2 separate regions of the Canis lupus genome follow, and region 2 is linked to region 1. The links are chromatin contacts, called in public Hi-C maps. All regions are on one chromosome and are shown on one strand. The core of a region is the stretch at or near the end of the contact, and the rest is flanking DNA. Distances in the headings are between cores, read along the strand shown.

What was found. Hi-C and Micro-C count contacts between places; a contact is called where the count stands out from the background.
Region 2: a contact with region 1 is called in a Hi-C map of liver, with 2.8 times the contacts expected there. The contact joins two enhancer-like sites. A contact is called at or near these places in 4 of 9 Hi-C or Micro-C datasets (amygdala, blood and liver).

What each region holds. Positions count from the first base shown.
Region 1 is chr4:5,293,720-5,299,402 of UU_Cfam_GSD_1.0, reverse strand. No RefSeq gene overlaps it. Among named protein-coding and RNA genes, the nearest start is that of TOMM20, 140 kb to the right of the region's middle. Within about 2 kb of position 3,537, at least 11 of the 20 cell types and tissues checked have an H3K27ac peak or open chromatin away from gene starts, as enhancers often do. A contact at or near this core is called in liver, where this site is marked.
Region 2 is chr4:5,623,452-5,629,134 of UU_Cfam_GSD_1.0, reverse strand. It overlaps LOC119871436 (a long non-coding RNA gene), which reads left to right. Exons shown (of 7, transcript XR_005357767.1): 3 at 28-90; 4 at 209-1,644; 5 at 2,197-2,443; 6 at 2,926-3,095; 7 at 5,072-5,371. Among named protein-coding and RNA genes, the nearest start is that of IRF2BP2, 9.1 kb to the right of the region's middle. Within about 2 kb of position 2,349, at least 8 of the 20 cell types and tissues checked have an H3K27ac peak or open chromatin away from gene starts, as enhancers often do. A contact at or near this core is called in liver, where this site is marked.

The DNA.
Region 1 (5,683 bases), core at 2,288-4,787:
GGCCAGAAGTCCAAGATCAAGGTGTCGGCAGGGTTGGCTCCTTTTTGAGTGAAGGATCTGTCCCAGGCCTCTCTCCTCAGCTTGTGGATGGCAGTCTTCTCCCTGTGCCTTCACATCATCTGCCCCTTGTGTGTGCCTGTGTCTTAAACTCCTCTTCTTATAAGGATTGGTGTAGAGCCTCATTTCAACCTAAAATGACCTCATGTTGACTTAATTACCCCTTTAAAGACCCTATCCCCAAACCCAGTCCCTTTCTGAGGTCCTGGCAGTTTCGGGCTTCAACAATACGGACTTTGACACAGAACTTCAACCATAACAAAAGTGAAGCAGGAAGAGAAGTCAGCAGGCATGTGCAGAATCCCTACGAGCTTGGCACTGTGCCAGGCAGTAAAGATGAATGATAAGAAGACCTGGTCTCATAGTGGCTGAGGGACTGGATGATGGCCCCAGGGAATGGGTAAGTGGATGGATCAATGAGGAATGAATGCAGCGAGCAAACGTCAAGCTGCTGAGGACAGAAGTGGACAGAGCCAGAGTCCAGAGCTGAGCCTACCCCCACCTCCATCGACAGTGGGGTCCCAGAAATAATGAGTGAAGTAAAGTGGCCACAGCCCCCCAATCCACCCTGCTCCCTGCCCAGAGGAGCCAGCAGCTCTTGTCCAGTTGGCAGAACGGAGAGCAGAGCCATCATGCAGAGAGGCTCAGCGCTCCCAGATGAAAACCAGACTTTTCCTTCACGCTCACCCTGCCGCGCCCTGGAGACCTGGAGAGACACCCCTGCTGGGGGTCACAGCAGGCCGAGGCCACAAACCAGATGGAAAGACCCCATGGGCAACATCAAAGGTTAGCTGTGCCAGGAGGACTGCCCGCCCCTGGCCGCAGCCAGCTGCAGTGTGGTGACAGGATGATGCTCTGTCCCTAGGATACTGTCACACCCATGAAACGAGAGTGAGAGTCCCCACATCCTCAACTCTATCCTCTTCAGACACTCTCTGCCCGAAACTGCGACCAGAAGCAAGGAAGCCAAATTAGAGGAACAGAAAGGCAAGATGCCTGTCAGCTCTAGAATCAGCCATTCTTCCACTTACTACAAATACTTCGACTACGTCACTCAATTATTATGGCCTGTGCTGTGAGCATTTACTTAATCAATCTTCAAAGAGATTTCCAAACGGGTATTTCAGTGACCAGATAGGGGTCAGAGCCCCTCTCACATCAATGGGAGCCAGCAGGGGGCAGGCCAGCTGCCTGTCATCTGATCTCCTGGGCTGGGTACAAACTTTGAACCTGTGTCTGACGGGTGTCTCTTTCAGACTCCCCATGACCCTGGTCATCGGTCAGTTCCTGCTTTGCAACAACACACCACCAACAGACCTCCCTTGCTTGGATGACTCCCTTTCATTGTCTTCCAGCACATTCTCCCTCAAGCCTAAACAGAATCACGTCAGAATGGTCTATCCTTGAATCTTTCCTTTATTACTGACTATGCAGCTCAAAAGCATCAAGTTGGTATTTCCTCTGCCCCAGTAGGGATTTTTATGGGGTTTTTATTTGGTTTCATTTTTGCCAGGCTTCTGAGAATGGTTCCTTTGTTCTGCCTTCACTCATTGCTTAGATCCTTCAAGGCAATCTCCTCAGAAAGTCATACAGCTGCTGCCCTAGACATGTATCCCCCCCAGAAACATAGCTGAAAAAAAACCCAGCTATTGCAGACTTTCAAACAATAAAACAGTGAGCTCTGAGAACAGAGAAGGCACCTCCCCTGGGCTGTGTCCCTCACTCCCTGGCCCAGAAGAGGCAGAGGGGAGGCAGAGAGGGCCTAGTGCTCAGCCCGGTCATCAGAAAGAGCCTTCAGCAACCAGAAGTAGCCGGCCCACTGTTCGTCTGCCTAGGGCAGGAGCCCCCTCTGGAAAATACTCCTTCCCCTGCACTCATCATGGGGTCCAAATGTGAACAGCATTCTGCTCAGAGATCTTTCCCTGGCTATGGAGATTGAGCGGGTGACGGTCACCTGACTCCAGTGAAGGCCATCGAGGCCTCTCTCTGGGACTTTGGAATTCTCAGCCCCTCTGCGGCAGTGATGCTGTGAGGTGTGATAAGCAAACCTGCCATCGTGTACATTCCCTACCACGAGGAGAAAGCTTATCAAAGAGATGAGAATCAATATTTGCTGGAAGATGATGTGAGAGAAAAGAGAGAGCGCCTGGCAGGGTCAGGTCGCAGCTGCAGGTGTCCTCAGAGCCCCCCCCCCCCCCCCGCCCTCCGCTTCTACAGTTGTCACACAGAGCTCCTTTTTAGAAGCCCCAACAGGGTTTAGTTGCACTTCTCTTGCGTGTGACTAATAATAGAGTCCTCATTAGATCCACTGTGATTGGATGCTGGCCATCGTGCCTGAGTGAGACCAGCTGACCTCTGCTCCCACCACGGAAACGAGGGGATGGAGGGGAAAGAAGTGGATAGAACTGACTGGAAGGAGAGATTATTACCCAGGGTGATTTAGGGCATTGGAATACAGAACCCCTGTGGCGACTCTGAGAGAATTTTTAAGTCTTTACCGAGTCAGTGCTTTTATCATTATGAACTCTTAGGCAGAGGCAATTATCTGGATAATTGAAGTGCTTCTTAGAACAGGTTTCAGGTGAGAGCAGGGATGACCGCTTAGGCAGCACACTAATGACAGATCCTTGGAAAGCTCAGCACTCCGGAATAAAAGGCCAGTCATGACTATTCTCAGGGGGAGGTAGCAGCTGCACATCTGGCCCTCTCCATCTACCACTGGCTAAGCGGACAAATGGACCCCGGGAGAGCTGGCATCCCCAGGCACTCAACTGCCTCCTCCATCAGTCTAATACCTGCCAGAGCTGGGCCCATAGAACCCTACCACTCCCTCAAATATGAGGCAGCCCCCGAAGTGGGTAGAGACCCAGGAGATGCCTCAGCTCTGCACCTCACTGGTCTTCATGGGCTGGAACCACAGGAAGGCCTCGGGTCACAGGAGCTCACCCAATTTCGGGGGAGGCCACAGAATCCAGCTTAATCCCCTTACTCATCTGCAAAGGTCAGAGGAGGGCCAGCAACCACCAGAGGCAGAGCCTTCATTTTTACTTCAGTTTCAAAGAATCCAGCTAAAGCCACATGGGCCCGGTGGCACCACCCTAAGAAACGGATCCAATCCTGAGTCAGAGAGGAAGCTGACACTCACTGAATCACCTGTCCACTTCCTCCTACCCCCAGCAGCTGGGCCAAAACCAGCAGCCACTTCCAAGGGGCAGCCTAGTGACCAGCACTTGGAAAAGTTGATGCCCCGAAGAAGAGTGAGCGGGGCCAACACTCACGTGGCCCGAACCACGACCAACTTCATCGTGACTCCCCCGCCCCCTGCATTTTCCAAAGTAAAGCTTCACATCTTGTGACAGCCCCTGTCCTGTCCTGCACTGCCCCTGGCTGTGCTATTTTTCACTTCCCTGTTCAGAACACAGCCACACTGTCCAAATGCCATGAATCATCACCGCCCAGCAACGGCCCCTCAGCAAGGCAGGAAACCACTGAGCGCCAGACCTAGAAGGAATGACTCTCTGCCACAGCCCTCTCCTGCTCCAGCCGGTCATCTGGCCTGAGGCCACAGCGGAAGGCGGCCGGACAGAGTGGCCACTCCAGGCACTCAACTTCTCTCCACAGTCGTCCCCGCTGGCTGCGCTCCCCACTCTCTGATCCACTGGGTCATTTGGGCATTTTGGAGCTTTCCAGCAGATTTCTTGGATGCATTAGCTAAAGTGAAGCTGATGGCTTCAAAGCCTAGGAGAAGAGAAACAGGAAGAACCGTTCAAGCCAAGGGAGATGTGATCAGGGGACGTGGCATGGAGCAAAGCCACCATTAGGAACACGGGGAGGCAGATCTCTGCCTGCACGTAGCCTCAAGATAATGGCCCACATGTCCTCTCTGTCATTCAAGCCCTGTATAACTGGAACCATGTGGCCTTCTAGACGCCATTCAACAAGTGCCCAAAAGTAGCTGCAAGTGAGCCTCTGAGTAAATAAATCAGTGAAAGATGATGGTCCTCAAGGATGGTCCAACTCTTCCATGCTGGGCTTCTGGCTCCTCTGAATGATAATCGTCTAAGCTCCATGCCAGGCTTAGGTTCTCTCGTAGTACTGAGAACCTGATATGAAGTCATTTTTTTCCCCAGCTCAATCACAGACAGTGATTGATTCAGAAGCAGAACAATGTAGGAAATGCAAATCAACACCACAATATTACGTCACTTCTAACCTATCAGATGGACCAAAACTCTAAATATGGACAATGACAACAGCCAGGGTTGACCAGAGAGTGGGAATGGGCGCTCTCCTATACCGTTGGTGGACGTAAAGTGTTACAGGTTCTCTGGGGGCAGTTTGACCTTGTGCATTACAATTATTAACAAGTAACCTTTGACTCCTTAATTTTAAGACTAAAAATTTCTCCTCAGCCGAATGAGCCACAAAATGCACAAAATGTAAGTACAAGGTAGTCACCACAGTGTGGTAAATAGATACACACACACCAAAAGTGAACCAATCTAGACATGATTGAGCCAGTGAATTAAATACATTTGGTAAAATGCTGTGCAACCATTAAAAAGTGTTGGAAATCTACAGCCAAAGCCATAGAATAGTAGTAGTGTGGGTCACTTTGACAAATGAAATGTAGGAGACAAAACTTGCATATGCCTGTTAGATAACTGTGTGTTGATGGTGTGTGTGTATAAAAGAGATACGTGGACGGTTTATCTATCTAATTATTAACAGCACTCATCTCTGTAGAGTTAGATTTCAGGGTAATTTGTAACTTCTTCCTCATATTTTCTGTATTTCTTCAAAGTATCTATAAGAAATGTGAAGTACTTTTATGATCAATGAAAATATACATTTATTTTCATTTGAAAACCAAAAGCAACACAAATGCAAAGCCTATTTTCCTGGCAGGCCATATCTGTCCAAGATTAGTCGCAGGTATTCATTCTGGTAGAAGGTATTATTGTGACGGGTGCCTGGGTGGCTCAGTCAGTTGAGCACTCATCTCTTGAGCCACTCAGGTCATGATCTCAGGGTCATGAGATTGAGCCCTGAGTCAGACTTTACACTGAGCATGGGGTCTGCTTGAGATTCTCTTCCTCTCCCTCTCCCTCTGCCCTTCCCCCCACTTGTGCATGCTCTCTCTCTCTCTCATAAATAAACAAACAAATGCCTTTAGAAGGTGTTATTATAGGCCATTCTACCAGGAGGCCTTGGGTTCTACATTGTTTCTCCTAAGTTTTGATGGGTTGAACTGGACCCATCTGTGCTCTTTTAAGCAGCCCCTGTGTGGCAATTCAATTTATCGGGATGGCTGACCAGGGTTGGGTGGAAGCTTGGACACATGAAGGGTTATGTGTGGTCATCAAATTCAAATCCTAGATTTCAGTGCACAGAATTAACTAAATTAACTAACTTAACAGACCTGTCTGGGTGGCCAAGCAGATTTCAGATGGTTTGAAAATACATGAATCACAACGCCCTATCTACTCAGCTCCTGAAATAAAATCCAGACCCTTAAAGAGCAGAAATCTAAAGCTGAAGGATTTTTAAGCAGATCATCTCTTCTAGAAACAGTACAAATGGGGGCACCTGGGTGGCTCAGGGGTTAAGCATCTACCTTTGCCTC
Region 2 (5,683 bases), core at 1,100-3,599, 330 kb before region 1:
TCCGTATCTTTATTTTATTTCCAATAGAACTATACATCCCCCAAGGTGATGCTACCTTCAGGAATCCTCAGCTGTTAGGCTTTACACTGGGTGAGTGTCCTAGGTACAGGATTCTAGCCAGAGGGACGATGCATCTTCTATGATGACAGCAGGGGGAGCCCCTTCTCTCCAGTGTTTCAAGGCTGTTTTCTGTTTCCCCCTTTGATAGGATAACCAAGAATCTGTATTTTTAGTGGTACACATTCACTGCGCTCAAGTCACTAGCTGGTATCATACACACCCAGTGCTTTCTCACGTCTGGCTGATAGATGAAACTCAAAAAGCTGTCATTGAGACAGTCCAGTTTGATCTCTGTGCCCCTACTAAGGTAAATATATGGTAATTTAATAATGATGATGATGATGATGATGATGATGATGATTGTAGACAGAAGCACAAAACTTAATTGAATTACTTGAAACGGCCACACAAAGCCCAAGGGCATCTGGAGATTTCCTGACCTATATTCCAGTGTCATGTATCTGGCTCAGAACTGGACAGTCCCGAGACATGTTCTCATAAAGCCTCTCAAAGATCTTTGTGAAGGGGCCAAGCAGGTGATTCAAGTGCTGCCTTGTCAAGAGCGACAGTCACAGGAAAAAAAGCAAAACCAGCTTCCTAGGAACCCAGATGCAACCGGAGAAGCCTTCTGAGTTCCTTGATAAAATATATAAGAAGAGGACTGCTTTGTAGGAATTCATCCGGAGCCGCTCAAATGTTTTTGTGCCTGATGTCTGGAAAGAAATATACGTCGGCGAAGGAAGGCTTTTGCTAGACTCGTGCCTAGGTATTCTCAAGCCTGGAGCACGGCTTTATTTTCTTTTATTTTTTTTAGGTTCCCATCCGTCAACTGCAATCACTTTTAAACAATGACTAAAACTATGAACACAGTCCACAGTGAGGCTCCTCAGCCCCCACTCCAAGGCTGGGAACAAATGGCATTTCAGTGTCATTTTTTTTTTTTTTTAAAGAATGGGGGCCACGCTTCTTGCATTTTTTTGAGATGTTACTGCAGAGTATTAGATTTAATAATTAACAAAAATGAGAAGTGAACGAATCGCGCGGCACCTCAAGAGCCCAGTGCTACTCTGATGGGAGAAAAAAAACTGCTGTTCTAATTGAAGGAAAGGTTTCTCTATAAAATAAAGCAACTCCCTGTTAGGCAGTCCGTCGTTACAGTACTGTATTTGACTGTAGTACCCATATGGGCATGTCCTGAGGTCCGCTTAGTAAACACATTTTTCCTGGACACGCACGGTGCATCGGTGTGCTTGCCCCAAAGACAGATGCCCCTTAAATATGAGTGTTTACTCCACCAGCATGGAACATTTGCCTTATTTTAGCCACAGTCTTAAAAAAAAAAAAAAAAAAAAAAGGCAGCATCATGATTTCCAAAAAGGGAGTGACATTTGGGGCAGCTCTTGTCATGCGCCCTCCCCAGCTTAGCAGATCCGCCCAGGACAGCCGCGCCGCGCGTCAGGGACCCTCGCGGCGGCGGCCAAGGCCCTTGCTGACGCGCGGCCGGTCTTTTCTGGGCAGCGGGGGGCTCGCCACACCCCGCCCCCGGCCGGAGCCAGACCTTTACTTTATTTGGTTCACTACGCGGTAACCAGCGCGGAGCGCGCCGCCGGGGACGCACGCGGGCCGGGGCGCGCGCACAGCCCTCGCGGGCACGCGGGCGGGGGCGGGGGCGGGGCGCGGGCGGGGGCGGGGCGCGGGCGGGGGCGGGGCGGGGCGGGGGCGCGGGGGGGCGCGGCTCCTCGCTAATTACAGGCGCGCGGCCGGCTCGCTGGCGGGAGCGGGGGCGGGGGCGGGGGCGGGAGCCGGAGCGGGAGCGGGAGCGGGAGCGGGGGCCGGAGCGGGAGCCGGAGCGGGGGCGGGAGCCGGAGCGGGAGCGGGGCGCAGCCGCCGCCGCCCGGGGCCGGTCCCTCGTCCCCGCTCCACGTGCGCCGCGCCGCCTGCCCGGGCACAAGTTCTGGAATAAATAAACACGGGCGCGGCGTGAGTCAGGGTGCCGCGCTGGAGACCGCAGCGAGGTCTCCTCGGGGGCGCAGGCCCTGACGCAGGCTGCCGGAGGGGCAGGGCGCCTCCTCCCCTTTCCTTCCCCTCCAGTAAACACGGCTTGGCAGCGCTGGCGGCTGTTTTCTTTCTTTGCAGAAACGCCACCGTGAGCCACAATCAAAAAAAAAAAAAAAAAAAAGTAAAAAAAAGAAAAAGCTACCATTTGACGATTCTGATCTGGCCCCGATGTTTTCCAACGGCCTCTGGGTTTGTAAGAAGATACGGAGGTCCCGAAGCCCCTTTCCTGCGTGACGGTTGCAGGCTGCGCGTAAAGAGTTTCTCGCGTGCAAGCCCTGAGGACTCCGGACCGTGTTCCCGTGCTGGAGTCCTACCGAGCTTCCAGGTAAAAGTTCTAGAAAGAGGCTCAGTCCTCCACGTGAGAATTTAGCCCTAACTGCACTTTCCGAACTCGTGCCAGGAAACCACCGCGTGCTTGCCTTTCCTCCCCCAGGGCTCGTAATTAAGCGCACTGACATCCCTTCCCTATCTGTGGAATTGTCCTTAAGCTCCAAGAAAGCTGGGCCCTAGACGCTCAGCTGTTCAAAGCCTAGAGTGATATGCCTACTTACTAGGTGTCAAGTAAGAACGGTGACAACCCATATGGTGCTTATTAAGAGAAGAGTATTCCAAAACTTCTTTAATGACTGTGACCTTCCTGTGAAATTCTGATTTCAGATGTATATGGGTTACAATAAATCTTTATCTTTTATCGAAAAAAAAAAAAAAAAGCTAATGGGTTGGCTGTTGGGAGGCAGAAATAACAGAACGGAGGTAAGAGGCTTTTAGACTGGGCTAAGGCTCAGGACGCCTGTTTCTATTTTGCAGCACACATAGTCTCTCTCTCAGGCTTTGGAGAACACGAGAGGCCCCAAACCAAGACTGTGCAACAAAATGCTGATTGATCCAGACCCAGACCATCCCTACTCCTACAATTCACTTTTCTGCAGAACTCTTACTGGTGTGGCTAGTACTTCAAAATCATACAATGAAAGAAGGTAAACCTCGGTAAATCTGAAGCTCTTTTAATAAACTCTTATGACACATTAAACTTACTTTTAATAAACTCTATACCTTAAAATAAATTTAGGGGAATGCCTGGGTGGCTCAGGGCATGATCCTGGGGTCCTGGGATCGAGTTCCACATTGGTTCTGTGAGGAGCCTGCTTCTCCCTCTGTCTGTGTCTCTCATGAATAGATAAATACAATTTTTAAAAAATAAATTAAGGCCCTGAGTTCTGATGAAATGCTTCTGAACTTATTTTTTCCAAAATAGCCACATTTACAGTTCAAAGTATCCGATTTGAACTCATGGTAAAGAGATTTTCCAAAAGGCAGAGAAATATGCAATGATCCAAATATTTATCTGCTGAACTTGCTACCTGAGTACCTACACAACAAAATGTGACTCCTTGGTTGTGCATGATGCCTGTCCCCTCATGTGCATCCTAATGTCAACTGGTAGTAGTGACATAAAGAATGACATAGGGGCACCTGAGAGGTTCAGTCCGCTAAGCTTCTGCCCTTGGCTCGGGTCACGATCCTGGGGTCCTGGGATCAAGTCCCAAGTTGGGCTCCGAGCTCAGTGGAGAGCCTGCTTCTCCTGCTTCTCCCCACTTGTGCTCTCTCGCTATCTCTGCCTCTCTCTCTCTCTCTCACATAAATAAACAACACCTTAAAAAAAAAAAAAGTGAAATAGTCATTGGTTAAAAAAAAAAAGAATGAAATAGTCATTGCTAAGTAAGAGTGATTAAGTGATGGGATCTACAGATTATGTAACAGTTCATTTTCCCCAAGATGCAAACTATATTTAAAAATATTCAAGTAGGACATTATTACTCTATATAGGATGCCTTATCTCAGCAACAAGGCCTTCTGAATTGCTGGAAAAGACTCTTCGATTATGCAATCCAACTTCTAAAGTCCATTCAAAAGACGAGATCAACCAGTGCATCGATGCTTCCAATTTAAAGTAGGAATCCTGTAGTCTTTTATCCAGACCTTGTCTGACCTAAAAGAAAATCACCTCCTAGAGGATTTTCATGGCTGACTTTGTGATAAACTTGATGTGCACTGAAGACTCATTTTACTAAGACTTTGAGTTTTAAAGAGCTACATTTCTTTCAAAGCATTATTTAAGTCTCTATTATAGAAGAAATTGTTTATCACCATTCTAAAAAGTTTGTTCTATTAAGATTTTACTCAGTTGTTTCGCAGAACCAAAATAAAAGAGTAGCTTTAAGACGAATATCCACATGATTCTAAAATTGATTTTGCCTATAGCATACTTTCTTGCCCTAATACCTTTTCTGTAGCTTGTAAGGGTTGTTTTATGCTGCTTAGTGCCATACCGAAGCACCCAGTATTCTGTGATAAAGATCAGTGCAAATACAGATTCTGTACTCTATCACTTAAAAAAAATACATTATCTCTCAATTTTAAAAAGGGAAGCTGTTTTAAAATCAAGCATGTGAAGTTGTACTGACACAGGGAAGGAGCAGGCAACAGCAGACTAATGGGTTAAAACAAAATCCACTGTTAAATTAGGTACGAATTAGTTAACAGTAAATAGGGATGGTGTGGATATCCCTCATTAAGGATTTATCTGGGGATTATTAGAGAAATCCACAGATAATCCACAAATCAGTCACTTTCTACCTTCAAACCTCTGAATTTACAAATTGATTTTTTGTATATTTTTGTGCCTTTGAAATTACTGCCTGGGGTTCCTAACTGGAGGAAAAATGTAGGCTATCAACAGAAACAACCATGAAGGCTCTAGATTACTGATAATCTGGGAAGCCACATGGTAATTTCTATTTGATCATAATCAGTACTGTTGCTGTTAGAGGCCCAGCCAGTAGCACTGAAAGAGTTAAATAGCATCCCCCACCCCACCTCTCACTTCTAGAACCCCAGATGATGAAGTAGGTAAATATGTATTCCATTCATTGGTTTCTTTGGTCTGTGACAGAGGGAAGGCGTGTCTTCTCACACTGTTCCCTATGAAGAAAAGGCGAGCAAATGAGGGTGACTCAGGACTTCTAGTGGCCTACACGCGACTGAACATTTTTCTGAATGATTCCACGTATACACTTTGGAATTAGGAAGAGAAACATTTTACTCTTCACTAACCAAATAAAACTGTCTATAAATCATATGCAAAACAACTTTGAGTAACGAGGGACTTAAGTCTAGGAATTGAAGAGTTCTGTATTTTCCCTTTAACTTTTTCCCTCCTTTGGGAAATAAACAAAGACATCTGCCACATCAAGAGTCTGTTTTTTTTTTTTTTTTTTTTTTTTTAAACTGGAAACTGAATGCAATCCTTAAGGTTTACTTTGGGAAGAGATTTTGAAATCTTAATAAATGACTTTTGCAAGCTGCAGTCTTTTAAATTTTCCTAAAAATAAAATTTAGCATTCTTAAGTTTAAAAAAGTGGGCAGTTCGACATTTCTTTTAACCTGATTACTAAATGAAACATCGTGTTGTATATCATAAGCTATAATTAACTTATTAAGAATACAGTTTCTTGAAAACTGCCTTAAGCAGGCTACTAGTAAAAAAAAATTGACACACACGTAG